Regions from separate parts of the Rattus norvegicus genome. Here region 2 is linked to region 1. A link is a contact called in public Hi-C data. All regions are on one chromosome and are shown on one strand. The core of a region is the stretch at or near the end of the contact, and the rest is flanking DNA. Distances in the headings are between cores, read along the strand shown.

Region 1 (6,552 bases), core at 911-3,410:
GGGGCGCAGCCTAAAAGGCATGGGTAGGGCAACAGTGACAGGCAGTGAGGTAAGTGACTACATGTCAATGCATAGAAGAGCCTTGTCCCTCACACGGAAGAGTGAAACCCAAGCACACCTACAGCCCTGGCTACTTGCTTTAACCCACGCAAAGGGTATTGGGGGAAGATGAGCTAACCTGAGCCATGAGCCTTGGGTGAGCCCATCTGAGCACTACACATGCCGCTAATTGATGTGTGCCTGGAATGGATTGCACCCAGGATCTAAGCAATTCGGATATGACCTGAAGAAAGTGAGGTTGTGTTTTCACGTGTGAAATGACAAATAAAGAAAAGAACCTCTTCCCTACTGTTGCTGTGGTGCAGGGAAGCGTGCCTGGGCTCTCATGGAAGACAGACTGTCTATGATTGGAAGTAGTATTATTCATATGAATTGGTCAGGATAAGCAGTTGTGGTAAAATATCCCATTTTTTTCTCTGCGAAATTGTCTATTTTACTCTCAACATGTATATTTAAAGTTTGGCAGGATTATGGAAGATCATTCAAAAAGAGAAGAAGAGAAAAGAAAAAGAAAGAAATCGCTTAACCACTTTGTGAATGTGTGGAACTGAAGACTGACGGGAAGGGATGACTTGTTGGCAGTGTTGGGGAGGTTTCTGCTATAGCTGGGAGGAGGACTGGGGGGCATGACAGGCTTCCGGGGATGCAGAGTGTAAAGTAATGACTGAGTCAACTCTGCCTGGCTTCAGTGCCCCCTCTGCCATTACTGAGAGCAGAAGGGGGGATAAGTGGTTGTAGAGGGATCAAGGGGCTCACTTATAGGTTGCCTGTTATTTTTCTTTGTTCTGTTTTTATACTTTAAAAGAAATCTCTCTCTCTCTCTCCCTCTCTCTGTGTGTGTGTGTGTGTGTGTGTGTGTACATAATATACACACATCTGAAAATCTTTGTCTCAAACAGGCCCTGAGTGTAGTTATTCCACAGGTTTCCCACACAGTTAAAAGAGAATACTTGAGATTCCCCATCCCCAGAACCTTATGCTTCTTCCTCCAGTCTCCTGTATCTCTACCCAGCACTACCACCTAGCCAGAAGCTCAATACAAAGTCTGGTCATTGGCCTTGCTTCCTGTCTTGCATGTCCACATCTTTCTATCAGCAAGTCTTGTGATGCCCTCCACAAACTTTGGCTGTGTCCCACAGTTCCAGCCTGCTGTGACTCTTCCTGCTACTCCTTACAACGCCTTCCTGGCTGGCTTCCATGCCCCATTTTCTTTTTTATGTACTGTTTCCCATCTAGGAACTGGGGCAAACGCTTAAAACATGACCCAGGTCATAGTGTACCCCACATAAACCTTCTGAAGTCTTCTTACCCTATTTGGAGGTGTACTTACTGGCAGCCCATGGAGCTCCACTCAATCCAATATACCCATGCCTGACTGTTTTCTGTTTCTGTCATGTCTCCTTTTGGAAATACAGTAAATTGCCATTGGTACAAAGATTCTATGGCTTTTGTTCACTGCTGCCACTGTAACACTTAGAAGGGGCTGGCATCCGGAAGTCATATGCTGTGAACCAGTGTTAGAATCAGAAATGGATAACACTAAAATCAGGCAGACAACGTCATATTGGAGAAGCACTAAACGCAACATGGGGGTCCAACCTGCTCAGTAGGAAGCTTTGCTTAAAGAAGAGGTACTCTTTAAGTTTTTGAAGCTCTATTTTATTGATTAAGACTAACATATTTTTAAAAAGGAACTCTGAAATATACCTTTAAGTAGCGAAAAGTATTTCAAGCAATCTAGAAAATGTCTTGGGGGGGCAGACAGAAGAGAGAAATAGGCTCGAGCTATGGGCATGAGGTGAGGACTAGTGTAGCGAGTACTTGATGTCACTCACGCCTACAGAGATGATGGAGTAACACAGAAGGAAGTTGGTCTTGAGAAGGAAAAGTCAAGTCAAAAGTCGAACCTAAATGGTAGGTTGCTAACCTAGTGTACTCAAGACCCCTGGTTTTATATCCTGCACCCCCTCCATATAAACACATATTTACAGAACAAGAAACAAATAAATAAGAAAATGCTATAGAGTCTAGGCAAGTGTCCTGCCTCTGAGAGAGTGGGTTGTAGAACTAGAAGCAGTAAAAGGGAGGAATGTTATCTAAGACACTGACAGCACTGTGAGGAGAAGCAAGGAAGGAGTGAGTCATAAGACAATTGCAGACTTCTAGGGTGGTGATATTGCTTCAGGAAAGAAGGAAGCTAGTTGGAGAGGGAGAAGGAAGTCATAAGTTCACTTTTATTCATGTGAAGACTGGGGAGTCTGTGGATCATAAGGGAAGGCTTTTGTTTGTTCAATGAAAGCACAAGAGCTGGAAAGGAATATGGATGAAAGTAGGAGTATGGATTTCGAGAGCCCATGTGCAGCATATGCATTTTGAGAGCCCATATGCAGTGGTAGTTAATAATAGCACAGGTGATGGTGAGTCATAGAGACACATTGTGAGAAGGAGCAAGCAAGCAAGAATGGCATCCCAGAAAAAAATCACAAAATTCAGGTGTGGGCTGAAGGGATGGAACGGCAATGTTAAGAGGGTAGGAGTCACTTGGCTGCGTTGTCAGAATCCTGAACAGATTGAAAAGAAGGAGGTATCAAGAAGAAATCTGATGAGACGAAGGCTAAGTAGCACCTTCAAAAATATGACCAGCAGGTGCAGTTTATGGAGAAGTCAGAAGAATAGGCAGATGGAGTAGGTAGGGAGAAATGAACAAGACATGGTAAACAGAGGCAGGGTAGGCGGGCCAGAGGCCCCAGGAGTGTTCCCCACTGACTTGAGGGAGGCAGGCAGAGGATATGTACATAGATCATGTTGTCAGTGAAGGAATGAGGAAAGCCTATAGAAGATACAGCGTACCTTTCTTGATGACAGACATGAATGTTGATGTCGTGATGTCCCAACAACACCCCCATGGCTATGCGTCTTGGAAAATCAGCTTAGCCCCTCTCCATCAGTATCTTTATATGTGACATGAGGGTTTCAGTATCTGTTGCATGGTGTGATAAGAAGTGCCCTGTCAATATGAGGTCAGTACTCACCACAGAAAGTGCATAACAGATTCTTGATGCCATTTCTGCTACGGATGGTAAAGACGATGGAGGAGATTGGATTTGATTAAGAAGTATCTGAAAGGAGGCAGACAGAAAACAAGCAGGATGGACAGCTACGGTTGAAGACAGTGGTGGCTGCATCCGTGTCTATTATGGAGATGTTAGTGATTGTTCAGCATTTCAGGAAAGCCACACAAAGACAGTGTTTACCTGTTTCAGCACTACCTGGGGCTCAGTGTAGATGCTGCTGTCTTTAGGCAATATTTGTTTCTCAGAAGAGGAAGTCTGGTATAGTTTAGAAGGCACTGATAGGCTGGTCACTACTAAAAGAAGAGGAACAGGTCAGTGGTGACATTGAAGTTGGTGTTCTGGTGGAAAGTAGAGGTGAGGCCTTCTCTACCCCTGCCTTTTGCATGTCTTGTAGTAAAAGAGATAACGTTACTTTTTTGTATTACTGAAGGTGTTTTACTTTGCTATAACAGTATCTGACAAATGCAACTTAAGGGAGGAAGGGTTTATTTTGACTCAAAGTTCAAGGGTTCTCAGTCCATCCTTGGCTCATAGCTCAAGGGCACGGTTCATCATGATGGAGAAGCAAGAGCTTGTAGCAGCTTGCCACATTGTTTCCACAGTCAGGAATGATGAATACCAGTGGTCAGTTTGTCCTCCCCTTTTTAATTCAGACTGGAATTCTAGCCCTCAATTCTGTCAGGTTGGTAATTTTAACCATCACAGAAAGGATTCATGTTCAGACAACAACATAGAGGGAATCATGTAGTTCATGGACTTCAGAAGCCACAGACTGTCCTGACATCCACATCTCTCATTGTCTATAAAACATTCATAGGCAGGGTTGGGGATTTAGCTCAGTGGTAGAGCGCTTGCCTAGCAAGCGCAAGGCCCTGGGTTCAGTCCCCAGCTCCGAAAAAAAGAAAAAAGAAAAAAAAAGAAAAAAAGAAAAAAATATTCATAGGCAATGGTTCATTTAATATGGCTGTGATGGGGACAGTAGTGATTTCCCTGTATCTCCAGTGGAGCTACCATTAGGTCAATGTGACCTCAAGCATGGCTTCCCAAATGAATGTACTCACCTTTACTTTGGTGCTCAGACATCTGCAGCCAACACAAATGCCTCGTTGACTGAGGAGAGTCAGACATGGCTTCCAGTTTCCTTTTTCCAACACTTTCAAGTCCCAAAGCTGTCAGCTCAAGAGTCCCAGAGGCTTAAAATGCAAGATATTGCTTTTTCTGTCTAACAGACTTCAAATCACTGGCATATTCAAGTATAGTCTTTATTAGCTATCTAGCGTAATGTAACAAATTACCTCAAATATGATCAAGTCAAAGCAACAGATAACTTGTTACCGGATCAGGAAGAGTTTAGTGATGTGATCTAAGGCTATAGTCAAGGCTGATTTGGTCTGATGCCTTGGGGACTCAAGGGGACTCAAGGGGACTCAAGGGGACTCAAGAAATCTTTGTCATGATAGCAGCCCATCCCCTCCATATTGTAAAGCCCAAGGCAAAGAACAAAGAGGCAGACACAGTTCCTTTTGTGACCAAATCTCCAACATCCCACACCACCACTTCAACTGTCTCCTATTGGGCAGAAATACATTAGGTCTTGTAGATGTAAAGCAATGGAGACCCTCCTTGTAGCGGTCTAAATGAAAATGTCCCCCATAGTCTTTTAGGAGGTGGCACTATTAGGAAGTATGGGTTTGTTGGAGTAGGTGTGCCGTGGTTGGAGGAAGTGTGTTACAGGGGGTGGGGATGAGGGCTGTGAATTCTCAGATGCTCAAGGTAGGCCCAGTGCCTTACTCTCTTCCTGCTGTCTACTGATGCATGTGGAGACTCCACCCCTTCTCTAGCACTATGTCTGCTTGTGTGCTGTAATGCTTCTGGCCATGACAGTGGACTAAACCTCTGAACTGTAAGACCAAATGCTTTCCTTTTTAAGGCACATGGTCATGGTGTCTTTTCACAGAACCCTCTTGAAGAGATGACTTCAGGGTGGGGGGGGGGAATAAAAAGGTAAGAGCTTGTTTTCCATATCACCACACTTCTCTATGAGTCAGGAGGGGTCATCTGCATTTTCTTCTGGACATCAATAGATTAAGTCTGCCAGTGTTGTAGGCACAACTAGAATAGTAAGATTTATCTAATTTGCAGGGGTTCATGGAGCACTAGGCTGCTTCCAGCAGACTGACTGGTGGCAGGATTACCAGAGAGTGGGAAGTGCACTGGGGAAGTTTCTCAGACCCTGTTATACAACTGGTGTAATAAACAACAAAATTACCAAACTTTGAATGCTCATTTATAATAATACTTTCAAATATAAATCTCAAGAAATAGTAAGTGAGATAGGCTAGCTGCAGGAAGAGAGTTATTGTGAGACTCTCTGCAGGTAGTCAGTTCCTCTCAGACATCTGCAATGTCTTACTGGCTTCCTCACCTAGTGGTGACTGAACCTTGATCATATGACAGATTCCATCTATATATCTTAATTAGGGCCTCTATTGCTGTGAAGAGACACCATGACCAAGGTTGGCTCATAAAGGACAACATTTAATTGGGACTGGCTTACAGGTTCAGAGGTTCAGTCCACTGTTGCTAGGAAAGCAGAGAGGCATGAATGCAGACTTGACGCTGGAGAAGAAGCTGATCCACAGGCAGCAGGAGACTGTGTCACTGGTTATAGCTTGAGGATAGGAGACCCCCCCAGCCTGTCTCCATAATGACACACTTCCTCCAACAGGGCTACGCCTCCTAACAAAGACACTTCCTATATGTCAAGCATGCAAACACGTGAATCTATCAGGGCCAAACCTATTCAAACCGGCACACAATGTATTCCTTACTGAGTCCTCACAAATACTGAAGGAACATTAATATTCTTCTTTTGGGGTATATATGAATGCTCTGGGAAGATTCCAATCATGTCAAAGTCACGAATCTAGAAGAGAACACAAGATTTGAATTCCAGTTTGTAAATATTACATCACAGCCTCTGCTTTGAACATAGAACAATCGTAATTGCAGATACTGTCATGGATAGTATTGTATTTCTTAAAATGTAGCATGTACCTAACAACACCCTTGCATGGTGAGCTATAAGATTGCACCATTCTGTGGAAATCCCTTTCCTTTTCACAACTTGGCCTGACATTTAAAGTAGGGATTGTAGTTTCGGTTTGTCGTAGTCGTCCTTGTCATCCTCGTCGTCGTTGTCGTCAGCTTTGGCGTCGGCGTCGGCGTTGTTTGTTTGTTTTTGTTTGAGTCTTTTCTGTAAATTCCAATCTATCCAATCTTACAAGTATAGTTGTAACTTCCTTGCTACAAGCCACACAAAACTTTCTTCTTATGCATTAAAAACACATAATCATACAACTGGTGTAATAAACAACAAAATTACCAAACTTTGAATGCTCGTTTATAATAATACTTT
Region 2 (6,281 bases), core at 2,454-4,953, 130 kb before region 1:
ATGTCTCCTCTTACAGTGCAATTAAAATTTAGTAGTGCATTTTATCTTGCTGTCTAATGAATCGTGCATAAATCGTGGGCGTAATTATTTTTAAATGGTATTTTGGAAACGAGAGAGTGTCTGAAACAACGCTTGGGTTTTGACTTCAGTGGCGCACTTCTTCAGCTAATTGCTTAACAAATAGTAAGGAGCCTTTTCGCTCCTTTTCTCAGCTGGGTTTGAGTACAGCGTATCGTTCTCTTGGAGGTGGATGTGACATTCAGGTGTAGAATGGTTTCGTCTGGAAACAAGTGCAGCTTATTTTAGAGCCTCTGCCTGATGTGGCATGAAACAAGGGACGCTCTGTTGAGACGCTTGTTCTCAGAAAGGCTGAGGCACTAACCTTGTGACCTACGCATCGTCAGATCTCTTAAAATAGACACCTCAAAGCAGGAGTCGCTGGAAAGTTTCTATCTTTTCTTTCTGTGAATGAGTAACTAGCTCGTCTGTTCTCTTTGCCTAAGCAGAAGAGTGCTCTTACATTTCGTTTTGGAGGTAGTACATGGGGGAGGTAGTACTGGGAGGAGAGAGGCTGCATCACATTGGTTAGCAAATGGCAAAAATGATTATTTATGTCTCAAAAACAATCACATGCCCAAAATAGCTCTTTATGATTTTGTATCCATCTTCAGGAATTCAAATAATCCCAGAACTAGGGCATAGGACTCAAGGATAACTTATTAACTCTCAATACATTGCAAAGACAGGAGGAGCTGGCAAAATGGCACAGAGGCTAAACTCAGGAGCAAAACTGAGTTTGACTCCTGGACCTCTATGGTGAAAGGGAAGAATTTAAACTGTGTCCTCTATGTAAGCACTGTGGCAAGCATGCCCCCTCCCATAAACAAATATAATAAAACATTGGAAGAACACACACACACACACACACACACACACACGACATACACATACACGTATCCCAAAGACAAAATTCAGGTCATATGAAATGTTCCCTTACTCAGTGACTGGGTTCATGCTGTTCATGGCACTAACTTAGCTCTTGAGGTTACAGAGATCAAGGAACCTGTTAGGCAAGACCAGGATGGGAAAGGACATCTTACAAGATCAGCTTGAAGCCTCTTCCACTGGGGAGCAGAGAAAGCTAATTGTCATAACCTAGACTCTTTCTTGTCCATTTCTCTTGCTTAGCATTACCCTCTTCCCTACCTTCTTTGAGCAGACAGGATCTTGGAAGGTGCGAACCACAGACCAAAATGAGTTCAGAGACGCTCAACTGATCCTCAGGCTTGGGATTCTGCCAGCCACTGAGCACAAAAATATGCAGACGTAGGCAGTGGAAGGTGTGACCCAAGCTAAAGGTGGGAACATGGATGGAACAAAGGGCAGCAACTTAGTGTGGCTGCAGAAAACGTGAGTGGTCAAGGAATGTGCCCACAGCCATTGGCAGCAGGACTTTGGGGAGACCTGAGATTTGGCGAGAATCGGTAGAGATGCCTTTTAAGAGGATCCCAGGTGAGTATCAGTTAAGGAGCAGGAATCAGGTTAGAGAATCAGCACAGGTCAGAGAACAGGACCCTGGCCCCAGGCTTCAGACATTGGGTCTAAAACACAAACCCAGTTATTGTAAGGGCAAGGACTTTGAAGCTGGAGAAGACCCAAGCCATGGCACTGGAGTTGCTGCGGGTTCCTTGCCAGCCATAACACTGCCTTCCTTTGCCGGCCCACAGTCTTTCCTAACAGCGCTTTAGAGAGAGCCCAGTCCCGAGGTTTCCCTGTGCATGGGTACACAGACAGGGTTGGTATCACCTAATCGGCTTAGCTGGCTTGAAATCCTATCTGTAACGAAAACAAAGCCAAAAGGAAAACCAGACATGTAAAACCCAGCATCACTTGACATGAAATGGCAGCCTAAGTCATCCTTCCATTTGGACAGGATCCGCACCCAACTTCTTTGGTCCTATGACCACGTGATGGTCCAACGTCGTGTACTTTTGTCTTCACAGCTATAACCAGACCAGAGATTCTAAGACAAAAACCAAGAAGACATAGAACTGGTTTGTGTTCCAGAGGGTAGGCTCTGCAACTTAGAGGCCCTAGTAAAGATGTCAGAAACTTGATGCCAGAGAGAAGCAATACCTTGCTCAGGTACCCCTGCTGTGCAGCCTGCCATGTTGTGAACCACGGCCTCTCAGACTCTGGTGATTTCTGGGGTCGGTGGGGGGCATAATTGGAGTAGAGCTCATTGCTTCTCTGTACTATTTTATTCAATGAAGAACAGTCAGGACCAGTGAATCACTGTCTCCTTGACTTGCATCTGTACTCAGACCAGACATCAGTTGAGCGCTCCGCAGGACACAACGCCCTTGGAATTGCCTTCTTCAGATGAGAGCATCTTTACTAGGGTCTCTAAGTTGCAGAGCCTACCCTCTGGACACAAACCAGTTCTACGTCTTCTTGGTTTTTGTCTTAGAATCTCTGATCTGGTTATAGCTGTGGAGGCAAAAGTACATGACGTTGGACCATCACGTGGTCATAGGACCAAAGAAGTTGGGGTGCGGATCCTGTCCAAATGGAAGGATGACTTAGGCTGCCATTTCATGTCATTTGCAGGGAGACCAGAGAAACTGGACTGAGCGAAGAGAGGCCAGAAAGCAGAAGGCGGCTGTGTCCGTTAGCTATCGCTATAGCAATAGGACAAAGATAGTTTAATTTACTACTGACTCCTCAAAATGCATACAGGCAATTTTTTAATAAAAAACAATGATGGTTATTTCAAAAGTAAAAAAAAAGAAATATAGTGATATTTGAACCTTTCCACGGCTCCCCCTCATCTCATAAAAAAGAGAATCTCGGGGGAAATGCAAGATTGAATGAACAGGTAATTCCCAAATCACAATCTACCCTTCAGGGCCCAGGGCCCCTTTTCTCCAACCTTATTCTTGCTGCTTGCTTCTTTCTGCTCCAGAGGCACTACCAGGCAAGATTGAGAGGTTCACTGATTTGATTGATGGGTTGTGGCAGAGCCCTGGGAGGCTGGGACAGTGGAGGAGAGAGGATATGTTCACAGTGTAACCAGCATCCTGAGATTTGTCTTAGAGCAGCGTCCCAAAGGACCGAGATGATTGTGAGTGGCTGTTATTGAATCCTAAATCCAGGGTGAATTCGATATCTTGCAACTGGAGAGCAGTGTCTGCGGTTTGCAATGTTTGCAGGGACTGGGATTAGGGCTCCTGTGTTTGGGATCCCAGATTTGGAGTTTTATTCATGACTTGAGATTCACATTGCTTTTAGGCCTCTACTAGGGAGGTAAGAACTCACCAGAAGCGCCCTTCTCAGGGCATAGAGAGTCAAAGATCCTTGAAATATCCATGCCTAATAACCTGAAACTTTCTCACTAGTTTCTACCAGTTCTCATGAGCACCAGGAGCATGGGCTTCTGGCGGAAGTGAGGGTCCAAACTATAAGAAAACGATGCTATGAATATTCTCCTCTTGGAGGATGACTAGAGGAGTCGAGTTTGTTTAGTAGGTAAAAATCTATCCCTCTTGGGAAAGTCTTTTAAAAGCTTTCATAGGAAAGTGCTATAATTGTGGAGCATGTGTTTTGTGTGCATATGTGTGTTTGTTCATGTGCCCGAGAGCAACAGATATAACCAGGGAGTGGGCAGAAAATGAGTTAGGTGGGAGCTCAAGACAGGGAAGAGTCTGTTGATACCCAGAGATGTTCACAGGCAGAATGTGCATGTGGGAGCTGTTGATGCAGCCTGGTGCTGAGTCTTGGGGCCTTTCCAGTTGGAGCTCCATAAGCAGTTGGTGCTTAACTTAGATGACTTTTCAGAGCCCTCTAAATCAGTTATTTCCCACCCGCTGCCACAGGCATGTAGACCCACCGACAGGATGGCTGGAGAGAACACTGACTTGGGATCCAAGGGATGGAGAGCTCGGGCACTGTGCAACCAGAGTCCGTTTTATACTTTCTGGTCGGAACACGTTCCTCCCAGGCTTCAGCCTTCTTGTCTGTTGTTTTGTTCTACTGCTGTGCATATATTTGCATATATCTCCCCGTTCTTTCGAGGGAAGAGGTTGGTTCCCTTCCACATTGAGAGTCTCGGATTTGTTCTTCTGCTGCCTTGCTTAGAACACAGAAGCTACTGCTTCGAGTCTCTTAGGACAAGACTTTCTGAGCTGTGTCTTTGTGGGCTGAGGCAGAGTCTAGCACTTTGGAGCTGCTGGGAAGGGGGAGGCACTTCTGGCAGTAATGAAAAGAGGGACTGGGGACTAAAGGTTGGGGAGAGCCAGGAAGGCAAAAGTGCAATCATGGTCTGGGAGGTAAGTAAGCCTTTCAGGAGGCAAGAGATACAGTCAACAAACAGGGGCTAAAGTCCTAGCCTACCAAGTGGAAGCAATGGGGAGTAGTTTTAAAGATAGAAACTCAGGATAAAATAAGAAATCAGATACCAGGATTAGGACTCCAAAGAGGGTCTGTGTCTCAGGAATATAGGATTTCTGTTATCAGAGAGTAAGAGCAGCGACTAAACAGATGGAAACTTGATACCCAAGCCCAGAGGCCTCAGAAGAGCCATTCCCCACCCCTGCCCGCACGACAGGGTAAATACTAAGCAGGCTGGAGACCTCCTTCAGGCTCTAGGCTGTATGATGGCTTCCTCCTGGCTTCCTGTAGAGACAGTCTTCAAGGCTGCTACACTGATCCTATAGCTGTGTAATACGATGCCCAAGTGGCAAGATAGATGGTATCAGGTCTGACATTGTTGGCTCCCCAGGAGCATGATGGAGGGTAAAATAATATTATCTCAAGATATTGCTCAGGACCTGCATAGACAGCTTAGGTGGCAGGGAGTCAGTTTCAAGTGGAATTACGGCGGCTAGTTCATCAACTTTGAAGCGAGGAGTTTGTTTTGGAGTATCCAGGTGGGGCCAGTAGAATCCGAAATGTATTCCAAGGGGAAAGGGAAAGGCAAGGGGGTCCGGCAGAGTGATCCAGGGCTTGGGGAGGGTCCAGCTATCTTTGGGTGCTGGTGGTGCTGGGGGAAGGCAAGAGTTCTTTCCTGGAACTGCCTGAAGAGTATACTTCTGACAATGCAGCTTTTAGTCAGTGAAGTCTGTTTCACATTCCTGATCTGAGGAACGGTAAATTACTAAAGTGTGTTATGTTGAAACCACTAAGTATGTGATAATTTGTCACAGGTACAACGGGACTAATTTTCCCAAGAAAAAGCTGACTTGTCACCCACATGTACAATTCACATGTCGTCTGGGGACCCACAGATACAACCTAAGGGCCATGGCTGTGGGCAGGGCATGGTGGCAAACCTGGAGGTCTGTCTTCATGTGAGGTCTATACTTCAGGTAGAGTTACTCCTCCACTGCCAGGCACAGCCATTGATGGCTGCTTCTCAGATAGTGTATGTGCTGTTCTCCCAATATCGAAAGCTTGCCATATGTCCTCTGTGTTTCCACCATTCTTTCTTTGTGCATTCTCAAATGTAAGGCACAGCTTCTGAATCCCCACTCCCAAATGTGCCCTGGTCCATCTCTGAGATGCCCTTCACTCGTCCTGTGTGTACCTGAGCACCCTGCTAAATCCTCAATAGGACTCCCCTAGTCTGTGGGAATCCTACCTGCTTTTGGAAATCTCAGAGAATACGTTGTGGGCTTTTGCATAAGCCATGCGTAAATCCCAGTAATTATTAGTGAAGGACTTAGCGTTACTCTACCTCCTTTTCCTTGTGATGATGACAATATGAGCTGATAACATAATCAGAGAACATGTCAGCCACATTATTAGAGCCCCATCAATGGCTCTGTCCATCCCAGAAATGTAGCTATTTTTACTTACTCCGTTCTGGACTTTTCTCTGGGACATATCATTTGCACACGAGCTGTTCTATTGTTCGTTGTCCAAGGCGAATGCACTGGGCTCATTTGTTCTTGCCAGCTGTTCTCGAAACTCACATCATAAAGGAGTCATATCTCCATACTTATCCGTACTTCTGGCGCATTCCCAGACGCCAGATTGACTGCAGTGATTTCCAGGATAGCGAATGATAGAAAAATAGAACTTGCTGTTTAGTTCCTACATGATGACACCTCTGAGTGCAAAAGTGCGGGCTGATGTGCAGAGTCAGAGAAACCTGGCAGAGAAGATGAGTTAAAATAGCTGAGCATTGTGTGGAGATACGGCTCAGAGATAGTGTTCTCTCTCTATATGGTGTCAATATAGTGTCATATATGCACACACACACACACACACACACACACACA

Evidence for each region. A called contact is a pair of places that touch in the nucleus more often than the background predicts.
Region 2: a contact with region 1 is called in a Hi-C map of frontal cortex, with 1.9 times the contacts expected there. The contact joins two enhancer-like sites. A contact is called at or near these places in 2 of 12 Hi-C or Micro-C datasets (frontal cortex and hepatocytes).

The regions. Positions count from the first base shown.
Region 1 is chr16:74,690,894-74,697,445 of GRCr8, reverse strand. All of the region lies in intron 6 of Zmat4 (zinc finger, matrin type 4), which reads left to right. It overlaps LOC134482523 (a long non-coding RNA gene), which reads right to left. Exons shown (of 2, transcript XR_010058748.1): 2 at 5,920-6,060. Among named protein-coding and RNA genes, the nearest start is that of Zmat4, 370 kb to the left of the region's middle. Within about 2 kb of position 2,160, at least 11 of the 93 cell types and tissues checked have an H3K27ac peak or open chromatin away from gene starts, as enhancers often do.
Region 2 is chr16:74,826,728-74,833,008 of GRCr8, reverse strand. All of the region lies in intron 4 of Zmat4 (zinc finger, matrin type 4), which reads left to right. Among named protein-coding and RNA genes, the nearest start is that of Zmat4, 230 kb to the left of the region's middle. Within about 2 kb of position 3,703, at least 16 of the 93 cell types and tissues checked have an H3K27ac peak or open chromatin away from gene starts, as enhancers often do.